Linked DNA regions of Ovis aries: region 1 is linked to region 2. A link is a contact called in public Hi-C data. All regions are on one chromosome and are shown on one strand. The core of a region is the stretch at or near the end of the contact, and the rest is flanking DNA. Distances in the headings are between cores, read along the strand shown.

Evidence for each region. A called contact is a pair of places that touch in the nucleus more often than the background predicts.
Region 1: a Hi-C map of mixed tissues shows a contact between it and region 2, with 4 times the contacts expected there. The contact joins two enhancer-like sites. A contact is called at or near these places in 4 of 16 Hi-C or Micro-C datasets (blood, hypothalamus and mixed tissues).

The regions. Positions count from the first base shown.
Region 1 is chr2:208,089,959-208,097,207 of ARS-UI_Ramb_v3.0, reverse strand. No RefSeq gene overlaps it. Among named protein-coding and RNA genes, the nearest start is that of INO80D, 120 kb to the left of the region's middle. Within about 2 kb of position 3,642, at least 3 of the 54 cell types and tissues checked have an H3K27ac peak or open chromatin away from gene starts, as enhancers often do.
Region 2 is chr2:207,923,692-207,930,545 of ARS-UI_Ramb_v3.0, reverse strand. The region is part of intron 15 of NRP2 (neuropilin 2); the gene reads right to left. Among named protein-coding and RNA genes, the nearest start is that of TRNAR-ACG, 3.7 kb to the right of the region's middle. Within about 2 kb of position 4,390, at least 7 of the 54 cell types and tissues checked have an H3K27ac peak or open chromatin away from gene starts, as enhancers often do.

The DNA.
Region 1 (7,249 bases), core at 2,393-4,892, 170 kb before region 2:
CACACAAAGGTGAAGGGACCAATTTTGCCACCTTGGGAAACCTATTCTGGGCTCACCTGAGCCACAAGCGTTGTATTTGCATGGTACGGGCAGCTCATCTTAATAGTTTATTTTTAACATTTAATGTGTAGAGTTTTAGATTTAAGGATGAAAGCCATTTAAGAAATTATCTTGTCAAAACTTCTTATCTTTCAGATTTGAAAATTGGGATGCTAGATGTCATGCAGTGTGCCTGAGGTTATACGTATACGGCCAAACTGGAACCACAGTGGAGGCTGGAGTCAGGGATCCCACTGCTTGCCCTTCCCTTGTTTCACTTTCTTTGGAGAAGCACCTGGTGTAGAATCGGACTCATGAATCTGGGAAGAGAAAAGCCAAGTTCAAGTCATGAGGCTCATTGTAACAGTTTCCCAAGCAGAACTTCACTGGGGCTTCCCTGGCGGCTCAGATGGTAAAGAATCCGCCTACAATGCAGGAGACCCGGGTTCAATCCCTGGGTCAGGAAAATCCCCTGGAGAAGCGAATGGCAACCCACTCCAGGATTCTTGCCTGGAGAATCCCATGGACAGAGAAGCCTGGCAGGCTACAGCCTACGGGGTTGCAAAGAATTGGACAAGACCAAATGAGTCCTGTATGGATGTGAGAGTTGGACTTTAAAGAAAGCTGAGCACTGAAGAATTTACGCTTTTGAACTGTGGTGTTGGAGAAGACTCTGGAGAGTCCCTTGGACTGCAAGGAGATCGAACCAGTCCATCCAAAAGGAGATCAGTCCTGGGTATTCATTGGAAGGACTGATGTTGAAGCTGAAACTTCAATACTTTGGCCACCTGATGCGAAGAGCTGACTCATTGGAAAAGACGCTGATGCTGGGAAAGATTGAGGGCAGGAGAAGGGGACAACAAAGGATGAGATGGTTGGATGGCATCACCGACTCAGTGGGTTTGGGTGAAATCTGGGAGTTGGTGATGGACAGGGAGGCCTGGTGTGCTGCGGTTCATGGGGTCACAAAGAGTCACACACAACTGAGTGACTGAACTATATTGGAGTTGAATAACACTAGGGATTTTTATCAGTAGATCCTTATCCGTGATTTTTTTTTTTTTTTTGCTTTCACTGTGTTCACCAAGCAAATCTCCATCAACAATACATTTATTGCATACAGTAACCCTCTAGGGCTTCCCTGGTGGCTCAGAGGTTAAAGCATCTGCCTCCGATGCGGGAGACCTGGGTTCGATCCCTGAGTCGGGAAGATCCCCTGGAGAAGGAAACGGTAACCCACTCCAGTATTCTTGCCTGGAGAATCCCATGGACGGAGAAGCCTGGTAGGCTACAGTCCACAGGGTCACAAAGAGTCGGACACGACTGAGCGACTTCACTTTCTCTCTTTCTTCTTTGATCCTTCACCAGGGGGCATCTGGTGCCATTGCCTTTCTGGGGTACCTTAGCTCCATATCCCAGAGTGGGTCCAGGGAAGAGCTTGTGAAGGTTTGAAAGTCTGTGCCCCACCCAAGTGAAATCTATCCAGACAGAAGAGCACCCATTGAGTCAGGAAGATGGTCAGAGACTCTGGTTGGCAGGGTTCAACCGTGTGACTCCCTCTAGACTGCAGCTTTGGCAGTGTTCCCGAAAGGCTCAGGGAAGCACATGGAATCCCGCCATATTTTAGTCTGAATTTGTGCAAATCTCTTTGAGGCCCCCAAATGCAGCCTCGCAGGATGCATTTGTCTTTTCATCCAGATGCAGCTGGGGATGGTTGTCTGCGTGTTTCACCTCCTTCCTAGGCTGTCTGTAGACTGGCATGGAAGAAGGACAGCAAAATTATAATCTTCACCTGAGGGATGTTCTTTTCCTGAAAATTAGAGCAACGTAGATGCTATGTGTTCCTATTAGTCTTATTGAGCACTCTGCTGGGAATGGTGGACAGCCTCCTGGGTGAACATTAACTGATTTCCTCTTCCTAAAGGAATGTAGTGGGCTATTTTCGTAAAACACATGCAGCCTTCAGTAGGTGAGTTATTTATTTTCAAAGAAAATTATGACATGGAAATATAACCTATAGCAGGGCTTTACTGTTCATTTCTGGGAACACTCTGCATATGTCTCTAGACTCTTCATTTTCCACGCAAAGAATAGTCAAGAAATCTCTACATCAAACTGCTCATGTAACCTGGAAATGTTGGTATTGGTGGTGCAGATCCAGATTCAAGCCTGCAATTTCTTTATACTCGAGTGCTACTGTCTTCCCAATTAGGCTTAACAATCTTAGTTTGCCTGAACACCAGGCTCATGTCTGCCATGTTGAATGTCTGTTTCTTTATGCAACTGTGACTTATCACCAATGTCAGCTAAGACTCTCCTTTCACAGTTGTATAAATGACCACGTTCCCATCTATTTTTGTAAGTGCTTTGGCATTCAGACGGCGTATGTGTTTTATTGAATTTTCCCATATTATGGCTTTTCCGCCAGGGAGTTAAGAGGCTAATTCAGAGTCATGTGATTACAGGAAGATGTGTGAGGAAGGCAAGAGGGATATGATTCTATAAGGTCTGCTGGGCCCAGACCAGGAATCCATATGTTTCCATTTTCCTAATAGGCAGAGAAAATAAAAAACAAAGAGGCCTAGAGACCTGCACCTGCATAAAAGCAGCCCAGCAGAAGTAATCTATAAACACATGAAAAGCAGCTCTCGAACAATTCCATCTGCATTTTATTGAAAGAAACCTTTGGAAAGGAGAGAGGGAAGGTACAGTTTACAAGAACTGTATAAATCCTGCCACAGTGCCAACTGCTAAAAGCATTGGAGTCTGGGAAGGAGGGAGAGATCCATTCATTCATTGCCCCTAGAAAATAGGCATTCAGACCAGCCACACACCTCATGCGTCCCGAGGGATTTACACCTCTGACTGACTGATCGCGCGAATCACCTTGGATTGATTGCTTCTATATAGAATGTTCCTTTATAGCGTGTATGCGTTCTCATTGCAGAGTTCGGCTCAATTCCATTCTGCAGGAGCCTCTTTGGGACACTTTGCATGAGAGATGTGGGAGAAGGGAATATTTTGTTTGTTGGTTTCTCTAGTGCATTTCAAGACTGATTGACTCTTAAGCCGGGTGCAGAGGGAAAGTCCGTCATCCCCACCTCAAGTGAATTCCAAATCAGTGGCCTCCTCCCTGTTTCTTCAGAGGACCCTGCATTTTCCTCTTTCCAGTATTGCTGCATGCATACTAAGTCATTTCAGTCGTGTCTGACTCTTTGAGACCCTATGGACTATAGCCCACCAGGCTCCTCTGTCCATGGGAATCTCCCAACAAGAATACTGGAGTGGGATGCCTCCAGGGGATCTTCCTGACCCAGGGATCAAACCCCTGTCTCCTGTGGCTCCTGCACTGCAGGAAGATTTTTTTTACCGCTGAGCCACAGAGGAAGCCCCTTGGTACTGTTATCACCGTTAAAAAAAAAATCTCCCTGGGCACATATGTATCTTTTTTTCTTTCCTCTTTCTCCTTTTTTTATTTCCATGGGAAAACAATTTTGTTCATTGTATCTATCATTCAGCAGTGGCTGGTCTTAATGATGTGTTCAGGGCGGCTGAGTTCCATGTTTTCCTCTCTGTATCTCCTTTGCTTGGCTCTTCCTGAAACATCGGGTTTCTCTCCCAGGGCTGTCCATCTGTCTCTGCCTCTTAAGGGTTTTGATAATTCTTGCAGTCATTTTGCTCCTTGTCGTCCTCACTCCCGGTGAACGTGTTCAGGCCAACAAAGTCCCCTTTGGAAAACCTTTCAGATCGTCTGAACTGGCCACGAGGGGCTGAAGATTTGAGATAAACAAGAGTCTGAGATTGCTCCAGTGTCTGGCTGGCAGGAACGCATGGCCTCTCGGCGCCAGCTGCGCTCACCGGGATGTGTTGGTGCTGGCGCCGAGCACCAGGGGGCGCTGCCGGCTCGCGCACGAAAGGGAGGGCTCCCCGCGGCTCCGGGAGGCGGCAGCGGCACCCGGGTCCGTGTCAGGCTCCCAGTCCCAACCCTGCCAACTGCGCAGCCAGCCCCGCTCTCCGTGTCTGCGAGACTCAGGGGTCGCCACTCCTGGGGCTCAGACTCTGAACCCATATGGACCTGGCAGGGACCATCCGGGATAGTGGAGGACACGGGCCTGAGCAGGTGGGAAGCGTTTTAATAAACGCGGGTCCGGCTGCCACACTTGCAGAACGCCTCGAGCTCAGCTCGTTCACCGGCTCGTTCGTGTGGACTGCTTCCTCCTTCTGCAGTGACTTATTCTGACCATAAGATGTAGTTACAGTTTTCAAGACTAAATAAGTGAACTAATGAACCTAAGATCTGCTCTGTGAGAGGCAGCCCTGAGGAATGAGACCTGAACTGGACTGACACTGAAGACTTGGGTTGGAGGCTTGTCTCTAAATGAAGAGCCTTGGGTAGATTGCTTACTTCCTGGACTCTCTGATCCTCAGTTTTCTTCTCTGTGAAATGGGAACAATGATGGTGGTAAGAACAAATCAGGACTCAAAGAACTTGAGGCCCCTTCCCTTCCTTCACTGTTTTCATGGTATCATTTTCCTGATTTTCCCCCAGCACCACCCCCAGGCTTTTAAAAAGCCTTGTTTGTGGATCTCCCTTTTTCTATAGTTTCTATATTGGTGTCTCCTAGGTTCAGTTCCACACCCTTGAATCTTTTGTTGTGCTTGTTGTTTAAATAATACTGTGTGCTTCCTTGGGGCAACATGGCCCAACAGGATTCATCCCCCACCTCCCCCAGAGGTTTCCTGACCCCAGGATCTATCTACAGCCAGTCCTTGTCCAGGGCTCCGGAGTGGAGCTCAGTGCCCACGGCTTCCACACAGACCAGCCCAGGCTGCTATGCAGGCCCCTAACTGGCTTGATGGGGCTCCTCTGGTGGCTCAGTCCATAAAGAATCTGCCTGCAGTGTAGGCAGAGTTGAGACCCAGGTTCAATCCCTGGGTTGGGAGATCCTTTGGAGAATGGAATGGCAACCCACTCCAGTATTCTTGCCTGGAGAATCCCATGGACAGAGGAGGCTGGCGGGTTACAGCCCATGGGGTCACACTGAGCTGGACATGACTGAGCGACTAACATTTCACTTTTTCACCTGACTCGATGGCCACTTCCTTCTCTGACTCCTCTCCCTGCTCCTGAATTTCCAGCATGACAAGTGACCCCAATTTCTGCCAAGCTTCTAAGGCAGACTTGGGAATCAGCCTGACCTCCAGCACTCACCATGGTCAAGGGGTCACTGAGAACGTTGCTTTTCCCAACCATCCCTCCACCTCTGTCCCTTCTCCATCAGCCGACAGCCCCCCAGTGTGTGGCTTCTCCCCCCTCCCACCTGCTTCCCGCCTCCAGCCTCTTCATGCCCAGCCACATCTCCTCCCTCTCCTCTGCAGCAGAAAGACCTTCCCCAAATGTGCGTGCAGGTGTATCATTCCTCTGCTTCAAATCCTGCCGTGATTCTTCCAGCAAAAGCCAGGCTCTTTGCTTGGGGCACAAGCCCTGGGAACCCAAACCCCTGTGGGTCTTGTGCCTCCACCCCTGACCCTCACCCCCACTCCCCACTTCCCAGGGTGGAGACCTTGATGCTCACAGCCCCCGCCCAGCCATCCCTTCAATGCTCTGTGCTCACTTCCCTCACTGTCCAAATCACAGCCAGGACTGGGCTCAGGGTCACCACCACGAAGCTTCCTCAGCTGACCCCCTCCCAGTCTGGGCTTGGAGGGGGTCTGTCAAGTGTTCATCACACTGTGTTCTAAATGTCCCTGCTCAGCATGGAGTTCCATGGGGCAGGGGCACCCACGTGTCTCATTCCTGTGACCCAGCACAGTGCCTGGCACACACTAGGTGCTCAGAAGGTATCAGGACGAATAGCTGATGGGGAGGGACCCTGCCAACGTGAAACGCAGCGCATGTGGAAGCATGTTGTTGTTACGTGGAGCACCTGATGTGGGGGAGAGAAAGATGAATTAGACACAGAACTAGCCTTCGTGAAAACGCATTTTGAAAACCATCACAGAATGCAGTGAACCGTTGACGCGGCTCTTATGCAGGTTTTCAGATCCTTTTGAAGAGCCATGTCATGTTACTCGCATCCTCGTTTACCTCTGCTCAAGTCGTTTTCATGCTGGGAAGCCGCCAAGGGGCCATCTGTTTCTCCGGAATCAGCCTGGGTCTCCAAGGACATAAGGGCCTCACTGACCTTAAACAGCCCGATTGCCTTGCTCAAGGACACCCAGCACAGTGGGCAGGAATTTCATCGGGAGAAGTGAGAACAGAAGGGGGAAGAGGGTTCTTAACTCCCGGGAGACTCTGAACCTGGGGATGGAGGAGATGTGGAGAAGACCTGCCTGCAGGGGCCTTTTCTATTCACTGTGGACTCAGGAGAGAAGAGGTGCTGGGAGTCTTGGCCGGGGTGGGGAGGACTACAAGGTGGCTACAGGCCCACTGCTCTCTGGGATCTCGGCTATATGGGGGCTGGGCTGTTCTCACTAAAGGGATGTGATGCAAGGTCATCTTGCAAAACGGTTAGTGGTTGAATGACCTCCACCCGAAGCCCAGGGACTCTGCATTTGTAGACAGCTTCCTGGGACCTCCTGCCAACCACCTGCTGATTGTGGGGAACCTCCTCTCGCCCCACTCCCTGGATACTTAACATCTCCATCACATTCCATTAGAACTGTTTGGAGTTGATTTTCTGACAATGTCTCCCAAGTGACACAGTATCATCTATAGTTCAAGACTTTTCTTTATGCTCAGGTTCTTTTAATCACAGCCAGAGGTCCCCTAGTTCATCAGGATCAATATCCTGACGGGATGCAATCCATCAGCTTGGGCAGCCTGCCGAAGGGAGGGCTCTAAGCATCGTGGGGGCCAGGGTGGGCATGGCTGGGCTTGGCAGTGGCCTGTGTAGCCTCACCCAGCCTTGGTCAGCATGGCCCATTAGGCTAGGGGGACGCTAAGGGTGGTTAGAATAATGATGTCTGGTCCCCAGGGCCCACAGTAGCTCGACCTTCTTTGTGCACCTGCTGGGTGTGAGATGCTTCTTCTGTGAGTACTATGTGCCTGAAGGGCTCGGTGCTTCTGGGTCATCTGGTATCCCCTCCCACCAGTCAGCGAATTCCCCAGAGTGTCCATTCCCATCTCTCTCCAGCAGTTATACGAATCTTATGCACCAGAGTTTCATCTGCTTTCCTTGAGGGAATAATTCCACACGCGTACACGGTT
Region 2 (6,854 bases), core at 3,141-5,640:
TGCATTATGGGATTCACAGAGACTTGAGCAGTCTCATATTCCCAATGACAGCATGTACATAAAGATGACGCCACCATGGGGCATCAGATAAAGATACAGCAAATTCACAAAGTTGCTGTCATCTTCTTTTAGAGAAGGGAAATCCTCATGGGTGTACGGTAACTCAGTTGCTACACTGGCCAGACTTCCCAGGTGTAATTTCCCGACACCATGCTTCCATGGGGTGCCTATAGGGATGTCAATCATTTCAAGGGAACGCCTGGCCCCAGACACATCACTGGATACAGACACCTGAGATAAAAAGCCCTCAGTGATGGGCATGAAAGTCATCGTAAGGTATCCATGGTATCCTGCCACCCCTCCTCTCTCTCCCCCTCTTTCTTTCTCCATCTTCAGCTGGGGTAAGACACTTCTTGAAATCTCAAGGTAGCTCATGCTCTAGCCTTTCATCTTCTTTTCTTGGCAGGGCTGCTGTGGTTGAGACAGACTAGCTCTTTGAAATAAGAGTAAGAGTGGGAGAGCACCATTCTTTCAGGAGGATGAAACAAACCAGATGCGAAGGTTGAGTGTGCGTTTGTTGGAGGGACCTATGTGAATATTCCAAAAGAATGCTAAGTCTCTCTCCCACAAGCAGCTAAAAAAATCATTAGTATTTTGTTCTCAGAAGGTACCTGCAGGCTTTCAGCCCAGGCAACCATCTTTGGAGAGAATCTTACACTTCCCCAGTGGATTCCTAGCAGGAAGGTGAGAAATAAACACCCCCAAGCCTAAGCCCCAGTACACTGAGAATCTCGTTAAAATATGCATTTTCTATCAATGAAATTGGCTTCATTATTGAATCTATCCTTCGTACAATATCATTACGCAATTTATCTCTAACATCCCTCTCCCTGCGTTGCTCAGAGAGGACAAATGGGCAGCAACGGATTTATCTTCCTTATACCTTCTGACGAAGCAGTAACATCTGGAAATGCCAGGCCAGCCTATGAGGGTGTATTTACCAGATGCCATGAATGCTTTAAGGGGTAGCACATTAGTACATTTAAACAAATGGTAACTTTTTATTCTCTCATAATATTCAAATAAATCAGGGGAACAGCCTTATATTTTAGTGGCTATAGATTCAGGCACACATTAACACCATGAAAGGAAAGCAAATGATCCCCTTTCCCCCATATTTTACAAATGCTATTAACCATGATCCATATGATACCAAAGAATACACTTTTAAAACCTTCTTACTCCACCCCACCCCCCAACTGGGCAGAATGAACCCCCTGGGGTGAGGGTTTCTGTTTTTAGACAACATTTCAATCCTTCCTTCTCCACCTCCTCCTGCTCTCAACAGGCTACTGCTTTTCATACATCAGTCTCAGAATGATTATTCTCTATGACTTATTCCAAGATTGGACTTAACTGATAAAAGCTAAACATTCATTATGAGCTTCTCTCTTATAAGGCAACATGAGACAAATTTGCTTCAGGGCTGGAAGTAAGGGATGGTTCCACAGGCACCCAATGGCTGTTACTGTGTAACTTCAGAGACATCCCAGACGGGACTAGCTAGGAGTCATGTCTGGTCTGAGTGCAGTGGGGAACCTTCCTCTTGGGTCAGGTGGGTGGGGCCTGGGGACAGGGATGGGAGGGGCCACATTTCTTCTCCTGTGGCCTCTAGTTTTAGGTACCTGGAGATGACAATGGTAAGCCAACAGAAATCCAGCCAGAGCTAGATAAGGCAACAAAAAGCTTCAATCTCTTCTCCAAGTAAACAGAACTAGTACAGTATATTATTTTCTGGAACATGTACCCCGGGAGAAGTAACACAAGAGTTAAAGGGGGCCCTCTCTGAATACACTCACACACTGCCCCCCCCCCCGCCCCCCAATGAGCCAGTCTCTCTCTCACACCCACGCACACACAGAGCTATTCACAGGCGCAAATGTATACTATGTACAAACACACAGATCCGGGTTTCCCCTCAAGTCTCCTGGCAGACTGCCCACCAGAGAGGAGGGATGGGCTAAGGCAAGGGGAAGAAATAAGGAACCAGTCTCTGGAAGGAAACCAGCTGAGCCGTGAGTTGTGAGGTGCTTAGGGGCGTGTCTCTTCTCGTATTCCCAAGATGCAGCATTGTAGAGTTGGGGTTGGGCGGTTTGGAATCAACAAAAGGAAAACAAACAAAAGAACCCGAGGAGAATGGTCGGGATGGATACGAGCGCACAGGGTTTGGGCCCAGAGACAGAGATGTCTGAGCGTTCACACAGAGACTAGGCGAGGAGGAAAAAGTGCAAAATCGAGGCAACGTGTTTGCAGTCTTTCTTGTTTGGGTGCGGTCCTTGCTTCGGCCCTCAGCAGTGCGAGCTGCCGTCTTGCTCTAGCTTAATGGTTAGGGTGGGTTCCACGGCCAGAGGGGCCCCGTTGGTGTAGTGGGAGGTTTTGTAGGTGATGGAGTGATCAGTCTTCTTGGCCGCATAGCGGAACCGGTGGTAGTGGAGCACCAGGGCCAGCGCGACGGAGACCAGCACCAGCACCGCACCCCCGGCGGCCATAACGTAATACCAGTAGGCTGGGATGGGCTGCACGGGCACCGTGTCCACTGTGGGCTCGGTCCCCGGTAGGAGGGTGCCCCCTGGTGGAGAGACACAGAAGAGTGTTGCTAGGCTGAGAGCATGCAGACTAATCCAAAAATTAATTTAAAAAAAGAAAAGAAACACATACATGCTTTGGAGTGGATAGGGAAGGGGACAGGGGAACAAGATGGTACTGAGTATTTAGGGTGGGCCAAGCACTTTTCAGTGATTGATATTACTTCCTACTTACAACCCTATCAGGTAGGTACTCTCAGACCCATTTTACAGATGAGGAAACAGAGGCTCAGAGAGGTTAAATGAATGGTCATACAGCAAGTAAGTGGTAACTACTGTATTCAACCAAGAACTGTATGATTCCAAAACTCTTTTCTTCTTTCTGTTAAACTACAATACTCTATAATAGGTAGAAGCATTATGATTCTCTCTCTCTCTCTCTCTCACACACACACACACATATACACACAGGAATACATGCAAGTGATGTTAAAATGACTTCTGGGATTCCATAGGACTGATTCTCCAAATGGGTGGAAATAACAATATTTGGTCAGGCTGGCCAGCATTCTCAAACAATGTATTAATTAGGCTGGCTAGACTTGAAGGGGAATTCCACTTTGGTTTGCCAAGGCTTCCATGCCCACTGAAATCAGCCTGGTCTTGTCTAAACAGGTCAATTACCACTGTCAAGCAATGACTAACACATCTTCATTTTTTAATTGAATGGAGGATTTAAAAAGCGGATTGGAAGGATGTTGCAACCAAAAAATGTGGGTGCAAAACGATCGTAGGTATGTGAGAGAGACAGTGAATGAGTGAGAGCAGAGGGAGGGAGAACATTCTAATCACGGAAAAGACAGAGGATGGAAGAGAAGCTAGCAGAGGATTTACAAGGCAACCACATTCACTGGCCAGCCTCTGGTTGCCATGGAGATGATGTCGTAGATTTAAGCCCAGGGTAACTCTGGGGAAAGACTGGCTGGAGTCCCATTTAATGCAAAACAGTGCTACAACTCGATTCTCCCAACGATTTACATCAAATGAGAATCTGGCCCAAATGGGACTAGGAGCTTTTGAGCTTGCCAAAACCAGACATGATCTTTACTTCTGAAAAATGATGTATGCTTAACCTATGAAAAATTCCTCCCTAGCTGCTTACATCAAGTAGAGGTGGCCAGAAAGATGTGTGCTCTCTATCCGTGGAATATCCCAGGTGGGAGCCACAGTGGTGGGGAGGAGATGCTGCTGCCTTCTCCTCGTACCATTGGTCCTACCCTGTGGGTGTATCTCTGCTCAAGACGCAGACAAAGCTCATTGATATTTTCATGCCTCCCTCACAAGACGTGGAGCTCCTCAAGCAGAAGCACTTGCTCTCATCCTGGTTTCTACCTCAGGGTATGTATGCACCAAGAAGGCTCTCCATAAATGCCTGTGATTAAAAGACTGAACTGAGGTGAAGACTCCTATTTCTGAGTCAGTGTTTGCCGACTCCTGCAGCCTGAACCCCGGAGCACCTCTCTTTGATTTGGGAGATAGCTGAGGGGTGAATCAGATCTTCTGAGGCCTTCTCAGAAGTGTTAGAAAAATGAGAGCATTTTTCTTGGAAAATCTTTCAGAGCCTGTTCACTTTTCCAGCTCTTAATCATTGACTCCTCTAGTTTTAGGGAATTCCCTTGTGCTAGGGTACAGGGTTCGTTGGTGTCTCTGAGCCCATCGGAAGTGCCACAGGGTTGGGAGGAGCTATGACAAGAATGTGTCACCAGCATACACCCTGGCAGCTGCGGCCGCCACCCCTCGGGTGGAAAGGATCCCAGAACCCCAGGGTCACCACCACGCCCCTTTTACGCTGTCTTCTTCCTTAGCACCTCCTCTATTTGTGTTCACTCCCAAGACCATTTCCGCCTTTTAACACTTTGATTACTGTAGCTGAGAAAGCTCCTTCCCTCCAGTCCTCCTTCCCTCCCTCCCTCCCTCTTTTTGTGACTGTATTGAAAATTAGGCACAGAAACGGAAAGGGAAAGCAAGGCACTGAACACAGCTCCTTGAAGTGGCCAGCTCGTGAGTCACAGGGACGTGGTGTCAACTCATTATGCAGGTCACCAAGAGGATCTGCTGCCTGGCAACCATCCTGCTGCTGGCTTTTCATGTGGGCTCAGAAGAACGCACGAGAAACAACAAAGTGTGCAGAGATGGACTCCAGCTTCCTCCGGGCCACCTGCCTCTCCCCAAAGGGTGTCCTCGGGGCTGCCTCTGATTTCCATTTGGCTCCACAGTGAGACCCACCCTCTAATGAGGCCACAGCTCAGCCATGAGGGGAAAGGAAGGCGATACGCCCACAGGGATGAACTCCCGCTCTGAAGCGCCTGACCAGAACCCCAAAGCAGAAGCACTCATTTTTGTCAAAAGCGTGAAACAGTCACAACTGCTCTCGTCCCCACCGTCACCACACAGTCTCACTTCAAAAAGCTGCTTTCCTTCAGCCACAATGCTGGTTCTCAACACTAAATACACTGCCTCATCTCCCACCCCCAGGGCTCAACACGCTGGGGCTGAGGCCTTCTTCACTCGACTCCCGAAATATTGCTTATGATAGCCACAAAGCTGGGGCACGGTGGGGAGGATCTAGGGGACAGTAGAGAACCCGCCTGCCAAAGATAGAGACAGAAGAGACTCAGGTTCAATCCCTGGGTTGGGAAGATCCCCTGGAGGAGGAAATAGCAACCCACTCCAGTATTCTTGCCTGGAGAATCCCATGGACAGAGGAGCTTGGTGAACAGTCCATGGAAGTTGCATAGAGTCAGACATGACTCTGGAGAAGTCATGTTATGTGGGTTACAGATTCAGAATCAGAGCTAGATCCCCGGCCTCAGGTTCTGCTCTGCTCTGGAAGACAAACTCCACTTTCTCATAAACCTTCCTCCCATTTCCTGCTAATACTCCCCTCCCCAGAAATGATCACCATGCAGAAAATTGTAGTGACAGAAGCCATTTGGTGGACGACATCATATTGGCTCCTTAAACATTCTCCCTGGACATTTGTTTGGAGAAATGAGAAAATATACTATGTGAATTTGTGTTTTTAATGTTAAGGCAGTCAGAAAAGAGAGGATACAGCTAACAGGCCTCCTCTCATCCCCCTCAGGCAATTTTTGATGACCTGCAGTTGGGGCCAGAGTTTCTTAGGATCTTCTCCAGCTAAAGAGACTCAACTCCCACAGGCTGCTGCTTTAGAATTTGGCTCTGAGGCAGTCTTCAAGGGCTGTATGCTAATGAGGCTGTGGTCTGCCAGCCAGAGAAAAGGAAGGTCAATAGGGCTTAAGTCCTTTTCCAGAGCACCTTCCTAGATAAGGGCAGCAATCCCAGGAATGTTGGATGGATGGATGAATAGATGGGGTACAGGGATGGAAGGTGGCTAGATGAATGAGTGGACAGCTGAATGGAGGAATGCATGTCGGACCAACATTCAGACTTCCTTGAAAAAACCTTGATGACCTAATGGTACTTCACAGAATAGTTATTCTTGGAAAGTGTTAGATTCTGTTACCTTATACCATGCCTCTACATTAAAATGCAAAAAGGTGCCCCCTTTGGGCAGATGCTGGTAAGTGGCTGCATTTTAGCCCCACTTGCCCCCTCAGCCATATGAGATGCCCGGGCCATTGTGTCACAACTCAGGAGCTGGAGACATGTCCCCCAGGATGGGAGAAAAAAACGCAGGTGACTTCAACTTTGTCCAACACTGGTGATGTGCTCACCTGAAGAGTCCCTTTGATTGTTCAAACTTCCCCCATGTACTCACAGACTTTGATTTCCCCCCAACTGAAAGATGCTCTCAATGTCTGTTCTATTTTTCATGAATTTCTACCTTCTAATTCTGTATACGGTTTTCTCATCGTGTAAGATAATGAGAAACAGAAATTTAAATAGTCAATAACTCCAAGTGTATTTGCAAGGTTGAGTAGGCTTCCACCTGTAAAAGTTCTGAGCCCCTTGGAGAAAGGAGTGGTGTGAGGTGGAGAATTTAAATTCTGAGAAACAATAGATTCTAAGAAGTCCTGCACGGGAGGATAATACACTTGATCTTAGCCAAAAGGCTGAGAAGCGATATGGGAGTATAAAAAAAAAAATTACACAGTAGGTAGGTTCTTTCCATTCCTGTTGTGCAAACAGGGTTACTGAATTAATAAGCAACTGCGACATGTGAGCATAACTACCGCTCTAATGAGTAGAGACTTCCTGGGTGCCAGGCGTTGGACTACTTATCAT